Linked DNA regions of Gossypium hirsutum: region 1 is linked to region 2. Evidence: chromatin contacts called from public Hi-C data. All regions are on one chromosome and are shown on one strand. The core of a region is the stretch at or near the end of the contact, and the rest is flanking DNA. Distances in the headings are between cores, read along the strand shown.

Region 1 (4,431 bases), core at 1,112-3,611, 500 kb before region 2:
TGTTGTACTTGATTTGATTTTCTAGTGTATCACCGGTGTTTATTTCCTATAATAGAATGAAGGAGGTAAAGAATCTTTTATGATTTTCATAGATATTCACTGATTGGGTTGAGGGAGCAAATAAAGAAACGTCCATCACTGGAAACAACTGAAAAGGTTCAGCAATTTATTAGGGTGAGTGTATAGGTGGATAGCAATGTTAGTGGTGTTAGTTTAATATATTGTGTACATTGTACATATGTGGATACATTTTTAGGATGCTTTATCTAGCTAAAAATTCCTAATGTAGACTGGTGTGCTTATTTCTCAAGGAATGTTGTGTTTCTTTAACAGGCAAAGGGGAGGGAATCAATTGGCACTGGATTTTATCATGAAGGTTATGAGGAACCATTGTTAATGCTTATGAAAAGAAGAGGTGTTCATTCTGGTTTAGTAGTGAAGGTTAGCACTTCATGTTAAATTAAAAAATGATTTGGTAAAGGAGTAAAAGAATAAATTTGGACTTTTCCTTTATGATATTCAAGATATCTTGATTCAATTTAAATTCTGAAAAAATCAACGAGTAATCCAAACAAAACACTTAAATGTTTGAGACTACTCTTATTTAAGGGTGAAGAAGGTGCCCTCTCAATGACAACTAGGTTGCTATCAGCAAGCACATCAAAAGGACTTCCTGTGAACCATTGTTCTGGTTTTCGTTCGGTAGGCATGGAATCAGCTTGTGAAGTGGATGGTTCGTATTTAGCTTTGTATTGTTTAATCCATTTCGAAAGCTTTCTAGATATCCAATGGAAATAAGATTATTTGCAGAATTTTAATGCCAACCAATATCCTAATGTTGCAGGTGTATAACGTCCGAGTTTCAGGCTTGAGGTTAATGCAATGGACTATGGTTTTGAACCAACTGATACTCCCAAGAACCAATAGATCGGTAAAATTCAAAAATCCTTTTCTATATATCCCCTTCCAACCAACCACCACAAAGGGTGGATATGAAACTCCTCTTTGCCTCAGTCTCTTATGTCTGTTATTTTTGAAAACCTGTTGTCAAACGACCATGTTTGCTATAATATATCAGGTATCGAAGAATATCGAGTTGGGTTTGGCAGCTCTTCGAGGTGAAAAAGGGCCGGCATATGACCGGATTGTTTTGAATGCTGGAATTGTGGATCATTTACTAGGATGTGATGGGGCAGAAGACGTTCCTTAGCTTTGGAAAGAGCCAAAGAAGCCATTGACAGTGGTAAGGCCCATAAGAGGCTCCTAAATTATATAAAGATGTCGCACAAAGTAAAATAATGAACTTGTATGGAGCACTGCCTGCTTCTCTCTCGCATTTTTTTGGTCTTTTTCTTAATTAGAGGAGAGAAAGTGGTCTTTTACAGATATCTTTTCTATATCTGTTTTTTGATAGCATTAAAATTTTGTACCATCTAAAAATTAGTTGCAAATCCAATGTCATTGATTAATTGTTTTTTTTCTATATATTTACTATCCTCAAAAGTAATTCTCTTAAAAGAAAGTTCGAGTTTAGGTAAAATATTTATATATATTTTATAAATATAATATATTCATTCATTGTCTTTTTTATTTATTTATACAATATTAGGAATGGGGATGAGATAACACAATTTGAACTCATGCCAAATGAACATCCGGTAAAAACTTTAACTACTATTTTATACGAGTCAAGATCATCACTTCATACAAATCAAAATTTATTCATTTATTGTTAATCAATTAAGTTTATTGATTTTGTTATTCCTAATTGGTCTCATATTATATCAAGTGATATGATTATACTGATATCCGTTCATTCCGGGTGAAGTTCATAGAGCAGCAACATTATCACCAATGAAAAAAGCATTCGCCATCCATCTTAAGACATTTAGCGTTTGGAGCAACAGGGTAAACAGTAGGAAAAGTGGAGGATGAGGAAGATGTTCTGTACGTCTTAATGGGCCTGGGCTGAAAAAATGTTTTTGTAGGCAAGGATTTTTGGTTTGGGCTAACTAAATGCCTCGACATTTTTTTTTGTAGAATTCTCTTCTTTTCAAGGTTAACAGCTCTTCAGTTTTCTTACAAAGTATTGATGCATGATTCTGATTGATTGGGCTAAATCTTGAAGGACTAGAAACTGCATTTGATCATGTTGAGTGATAGCATTTCACCAGTCTTTTAACAATTTTGTGAATCTAAAAATAAATTTAATGAGAATGTTGTAATTGTTATCTTCAATTAATTTACAAGTTTCTAACTAAGAATGAAATTTTTGAATCCTGTCTTGCCACTTTTCTAATGGTAAATCATCAAGAGTGAAAGATAAAAATAAATAAATAGCGATGATTGACCTTCGCTAATATTCATAATAATCATTCATGAAAGTTGACCAAATTACTACTACCATTTGCCATTAGCCATTAGATGAGAAAATTCCTCTAAAGAATGGAACGTGAACCACACTTGGGAGTTGGTGAGAGCGACCAATGTTGAACATGAGTCCAAAGAAGACGTGAGGGAGTCCCCAAAGGGTTCATTATCTACCAATAACTCACAGTTTGAAGCTACACCACACCTCGCCGATCAATTTTATCCTTTGTGTTTTGATCTTTTAAGATAAAACACAGCATCCCCACATTTTCAAAATAAATCCCCTTTTTCAGTGGCTCTGCTGCTGCCACTGCTTTCAAATCCTTACACACTGCCACATCTTTATATATATCAATTCTTTATTTGTATATATTGCCTTTCCCTGACATGAAAAAGTCTCTGACACTTGCAACACAATAAACTACACATAAAATCTGTGCCTGCCCTTTGCTCTGCACACCTCGGGATATCAGTTTCAACTCCACTCATCCCACGGGTTACTCTCGTTTACGGAGTTTTTTTCTGTTCTGCACTTCCCTGTTTAGTTTTAAGGGTGAACTGTTTGGATTTTCTGGTAATTCATGATTTATTGAGTTTAGGTCCTGAATTTTACGGATTCTTGGTTTTGGTGTAAGGTAACCGTGTGATTTTGTTGATAGACTATTGATTATTGACTGTTTTCAAACTTCTAAATGCATTTCTATGCCTGGATTTTCTAGTATTCTGGCTTGGCTCCATATTCACTGATAATTGCATTGATCGCATCGCAAGAGGCTCTCTTTCACTTTATGATTTTCCTTTTAATCCTTTCCATTAATGCATGTTTTCCTATCATATGAACCTTAGAGCCGATGTTTGTTTTTCCTTTTCAAATGTTTAGACCCGATTTTAAGATTTAGGATTAGAGCGAATTTATAGTGATTATATTATAACGTTCGAATTGTTTTGCTGATTGTTACTCTCGTATTGGAACTGGAAAGCCAAGTAATAAACTTATATGCAAAACCAAAATGTTAAATTAGACTTATGCTTTTTAGTTCTCTTACAGGTTGAGTACCGAGTCCATATATTGGTAAGTTCAAGGAAGGAACTTGGGCATCATGGGTCTTAAGGCATTAGACTATGAGACAATGAATGAAAACGTGAAGAAAGTTCAATATGCAGTTAGAGGTGAGTTGTATCTTCGAGCTTCTGAGCTTCAGAAGGAAGGGAAGAAGGTATGTTTTTCCTGCTTTCTTCTTATTTTATTTCAGCATGCAGTTCTGCTTCGTATGCTGAATTCGCAGAGTTTTATATGTTGGTGCTTTTAGCTTTTGCTATCAACAGAGAATGTGTAAATGCCTATTTCCTACATATTCTTTGTTGGGGTATTTAAAACCATACTGTTGTTCTTAGATATTTTTGAAAACTTATCATAATTAGTATAATCACAGTTTGAGCTAGACTTAGAGTACTTATTTACCATTCAAGGACTCCGGGTGTAAGAGTTAGGGGAGTTAACAAGATTCCCTTGGTCTGGGTTAATAGTTCTAACCAGGTCCTCTCAGAAATTTTAGCTTAATTAAAGGCTGATTGCTGCATTTTTCTCGAGGACAGTGATAATCAAAAGGCCTCTCTCTGTGCCGTAGGTTTCATTTCCCGACATGTTCTCCTGTACTTATTTACCATTCAAGTACATGCAGCTTGTACTTATGACATCTTTTTATTAGTTCTTTATTCATTTTTTTAATTGTAACTTATTTAGTGCCTTTTGAGTATTAAGTGATTGTACTCTAGTTTCCTAGATAAATGCCTCCTTGATTCTATTTTCATCTTTTGTCCGAAAGCTTCTCAAGGAGGGATTCCTTGTGTCAAACACAATTAAAATGTCTACATGAACCTCTATGCAGTATATGAAATCCACTGTTGACTGGGGGAGCATTCATTTCGAAGTATCTAGTGCTTCTTTATAAGAATCAATTTCAGAAGTTATATGTTTTGGTGTTTTGGTTGATTATTTTGCATGTCACTACTGAGTGGAGCTCCAAAAACATGGCACTATTAGATTTTTTATTAAAAAAA
Region 2 (4,374 bases), core at 1,227-3,726:
ACTATATTTTTGGAGTTCCTCTGGGTCTCACATTAGGTTTTGCGCTTAACCTGGGTGTCAAGGTATGTATCTTCTCCATCATCCAACTCAAATAAAAACTTTTCAAGAAAATCTTTGTAGTGCAAGAGAATTTATAAAAATGCTGAGTGCTGCAAACACTCAATTGCTTCTTTTAATTTTACTCTCCAGGGAATTTGGTGTGGGATGTTAACAGGAACAGTCGTGCAAACTTGTGTACTAGTAGGAATGATTTACAGAACCAATTGGACCAAAGAGGTAAGAAAAATTAAACAGATATATAGAAAAGAACTACAAATGTTGCATCTAACTTGAATTATATATATATATATATTATTGCAGGCTTCAATTGCGGAGGAAAGGATAAAGAAATGGGGAGGCGAAATTCACTCTGAAGAGAAGAATATGCTACAAGATAATAATAACAATAGCTAAAAAGAATGTTAATGAGAGCTATTGTGTTTTCATCTATTGGAGGAACCCTAATTTCAGTCAGAGAACTGCTTTCCTATTAATAGTGGCATTAGGTTTGAAATATTTAAATAAATTAATTATTATCAACATCCTAATTTTAAATGATCTTGAACTATTATTTTATTTTTAAATTACGGATTTAAATTTTATATAATTATTTTTACATCTATAAATAAAGTGTTTTATCAAGAAATTAAGTAAAATCATTTCATAAATCTTTCATCAATAGCTATCAATGCATGTAAGCATTTTTTTAGTACATTACAAACAATGTATAACTAGCATGTGACAGATGACATAGAATTTTTTTTTATTTCAAATGTTTAATTACTTTTAAATTTATATAACATAATAGATTTCTTTTATTTTGGTTTTTAAAAGTCTTGTTTTCATCTTCAATATCCATTTGTTAATCATACCTCAAAATGTAATTTTTAACACAAATTTCCTCTAATTCTGACAATGTTTTGTGGAATCGAGGGATTTGTAAAAACCTGGCCATGTTTTAAACATTCGGTCCCACCAGGTCAGGAAAGCGGGTCCACGTCAGTGCGTTTTATACTGACATGGCAATATGTTACCCCAAGGGTGCGATTTGCTGGCATTTTCCCCCTAAAACGCTCCTACATGGACGCATTTTGCTAAAACCGGCCATTTCCGATAAATAATGTGGAAATTAGCCTATTTTCATAAATATACTTGGAGATGAGCATTTTTAAGTAAATCACCCCAAATAAATAATAACTACAAAACAAAAATATACCTTCAAAATAATATTTGTTGTTGCCTCATTTCCTTCCAAAACAACAAATTCAAATGAATAATAAATATTAAAAAATATTAAACAAATAAATTATAATTAAAAAAAATTACCTTTCAAAAAATTTATTGTTGCCTCCTTTCACACTAATCCCTAAATCAAACATATAATAAATATTAAAACCACATAACAATATATTCCTCCCTTTAAAGCCCTAAACAAAAAAAAATTACAATAATAAAACTTAACCTTTCAAAACTTTTCTTCTCTTCTGTGCTACATCTTCCCATTCTTCTCTTCTCATAAACTGTTAGCTTCTCTTACAATTTTTTTTATTTTTTATTTTTTTTTTACAGCTGAGAGGACCATGGCCCCTCTTTTAAAATTCATTTTTTTCACCCGTGTCTTAAATCAACCCATTTAAGTCATCAGACCCCTTGAGTGTGTGGTCACTTTTGTCGTAGAAAGGTGTCGCCTAACACGATGCCTCCACTAGTGTTGCCTGTCAGGTTACCTCCTCCATACTTTAAAAATTAATTTTTCTTAACCCATATTATAACCGGTATAAACTACATACAAGTGTCGCCTCTTCTACTTCTTCCATCATTTAAATATATTTTTTAACACAAATTATATACTTAATGATAGGGTTATGATTGCTAGCAAAATAAACTATGCCTCCATTGGTGTTGCCTTTCATGTTCCTTTCTCCGGCCTTTAAAAATGATTTTTCCTCAACCTGTATTTTAACCGGTGTAAACTAGATACATGTGTTGCCTGTCCCACTCCCTCCATCATTTAATTATATTTTTTAACACAAATTATATTCTTAATGATGAGTTATGATTGCTAGCAAAATAATGGTGGAGCCGCCACCTTCAAACCCTCCATCCCTAAATAATATTCAATCCATATATTTTGGTAAATAATAGAGATGGAATACTATTTAAAGATTATTTTTATATTATCCAAGTAAAAAAAAAATCCTTTAATCTAATTATAATGTATCCAAACAATTTTAAAATAACAATATAAATATTTAAAATATTAAAATAATGGTCAAAAAGGTTGGGCGAGAAAAAGCGTAAAATATTAACTCTGATTTCGCCCTTGAGAAAAAAAAAAACATTATATTAAGGAGTTGGTCATGCTTTGCAAAATCATTTTATACCAAAGGAATGTTAGACCGAAATTAAGTCATATGTAGCAAAAAACCAAAACATTTGATGGTAGGAAAAATTATGGATAAAATTCATAAAATTCGGTAATTTTTTTAAAAGATAGTGTAATTTCTGAAATGTTTTTTTTTCAACATATTTACATAAATTTCCCGGATTGAATTTTATTTTAAAATTCGAATATAAATTTATACACTTAAAATCTCCAAACAAATCATTCTTCTATCCAAAAATATTATCTACATCTATCTTGGCCGATTGCTCTTTGTGCTCTCATATGGCTATGGAGGATGCTGAGCAACCGCTTCTTTCCCCTCGGCTAGTCGGCGAGGACAGCCACCACCAGGAGCAGTTACTTTCTAGACTATCAAACACCACCTTCACGGCCGGCATCGATGACATCCCACCGATCAACGGCGTCCGTGACTTCTTCAGAGAATACCTGATAGAGTCCAAGAAGCTCTGGTTCCTTGCTGGCCCCGCCATCTTCACATCTCTTTGCCGATACTCCCTCGGCGCTATCACTCAAGTCTTTTCCGGCCAAGTTGGCACTCTAGCTCTTGCCGCCTTCTCCGTGGAGAATTCATTCATCGCCGGTTTCTCCTTCGGCGTCATGGTAAATCTGTAAATTAAATTTCCTTCGTTAATAGTTTTAGTTTTAGTTTTGTTAGCTTAGTTACAAATAACAGTAATCGCAGAATACTTGATTAAAACTTGAATAGCTTGGGATGGGAAGTGCACTCGAAACTTTATGCGGCCAAGCATTTGGAGCAGGGCAGGTTGGTATGTTAGGGGCGTACATGCAAAGATCATGGGTCATCCTCAACTCAACGGCTTTGATGTTAAGCTTGTTATACATATTCGCGTCAAAATTTTTGAGGGTAATAGGCCAAACAGAAAGCATATCGAAGGCGGCCGGAATGTTCGCAATGTGGATGTTGCCTCAACTGTTTGCTTACGCGTTCAACTTTCCGATGGCGAAGTTCTTACAGGCGCAGAGCAAGATCATGGTGATGGCGGTGATAGCAGGAGTGGTGTTGGTTCTGCACACTGTATTAAGCTGGCTCTTGATGCTAAAGCTGGGATGGGGCCTAGCGGGTGCAGCCGTTGTTTTAAATATGTCGTGGATTTTCATAGTTGTGGCTCAGTTTTTGTACATAATTAGCGGCGCTTGTGATCGGACTTGGACCGGCTTCTCTTGGAAGGCATTTCAACATCTGTGGGGTTTTGTTAGATTGTCTTTAGCTTCAGCAGTAATGCTCTGGTAAGTCCCCTAGGCAGAAAAAAACTAAAAATCATTTTTAAAAATGAATTAGGTCTTTTTATTTTTTTTCAAAATATAAATCCCTAAATTTATTATTCCAATTTCAACGTGATTCTATGTGTGAGAAATGCTTTATAACATTTTTAAGAACGAGTTTAAACCCTTTACCTAAAACTTATTTTAAATGCTTAATTTTAATTTCACGTAATTATTTATATAAATTTTAACTTTTTATTTAATTCTCATAAATTATTGATATTGTTATTTATTTCACATCTGTTTACATTTATTTATTTTATATTTATACCGAAAGTTACGTTTCAAAATTGATATAATTTTTTTAAAATATACTTTGAAACAAATACATTGAAAAAAAAATAATTTTAAATTTTGGGCTTTTTAGAATTATTTTTTTAAAGATTTCAGTTGAATACCTACCGTTCATTCATTTTTCTTTGAAATATTTTATATGAAGTTCCAATACAAGACATGACAAGATAGAAACAATATCATTTCTCATTTCACCCTTTTTTTAACCTAGCAATCTTTATAAATTAATTATCAAAATAAATTATTTATCACGATATTTTTTAATATCGCTTAACATATTAATTATATCGAATTATAATATAATTAGTGATTGTAATTATTATATATAAAAATAATTGTTTTAGCTTACG

The links. Hi-C and Micro-C count contacts between places; a contact is called where the count stands out from the background.
Region 1: a Hi-C map of leaf shows a contact between it and region 2, with 2.4 times the contacts expected there. The contact joins the promoter of LOC121219607 here to the promoter of LOC107886538 in region 2. A contact is called at or near these places in 4 of 34 Hi-C or Micro-C datasets (callus and leaf).

Annotation. Positions count from the first base shown.
Region 1 is chrA03:97,889,514-97,893,944 of Gossypium_hirsutum_v2.1, reverse strand. LOC121219607 (glutamate--glyoxylate aminotransferase 2) reads left to right here and starts at 2,361. Exons shown (of 14, transcript XM_041098080.1): 1 at 2,361-2,944; 2 at 3,419-3,587. The coding sequence starts at 3,471. It also overlaps the pseudogene LOC121218319.
Region 2 is chrA03:97,390,680-97,395,053 of Gossypium_hirsutum_v2.1, reverse strand. LOC107886538 (protein DETOXIFICATION 29) reads left to right here and starts at 2,476. Exons shown (of 8, transcript XM_016810531.2): 1 at 2,476-3,046; 2 at 3,153-3,694. The coding sequence starts at 2,708. It overlaps LOC107886539 (protein DETOXIFICATION 29), which reads left to right. Exons shown (of 8, transcript XM_041109192.1): 6 at 1-62; 7 at 190-276; 8 at 361-597. The coding sequence ends at 453.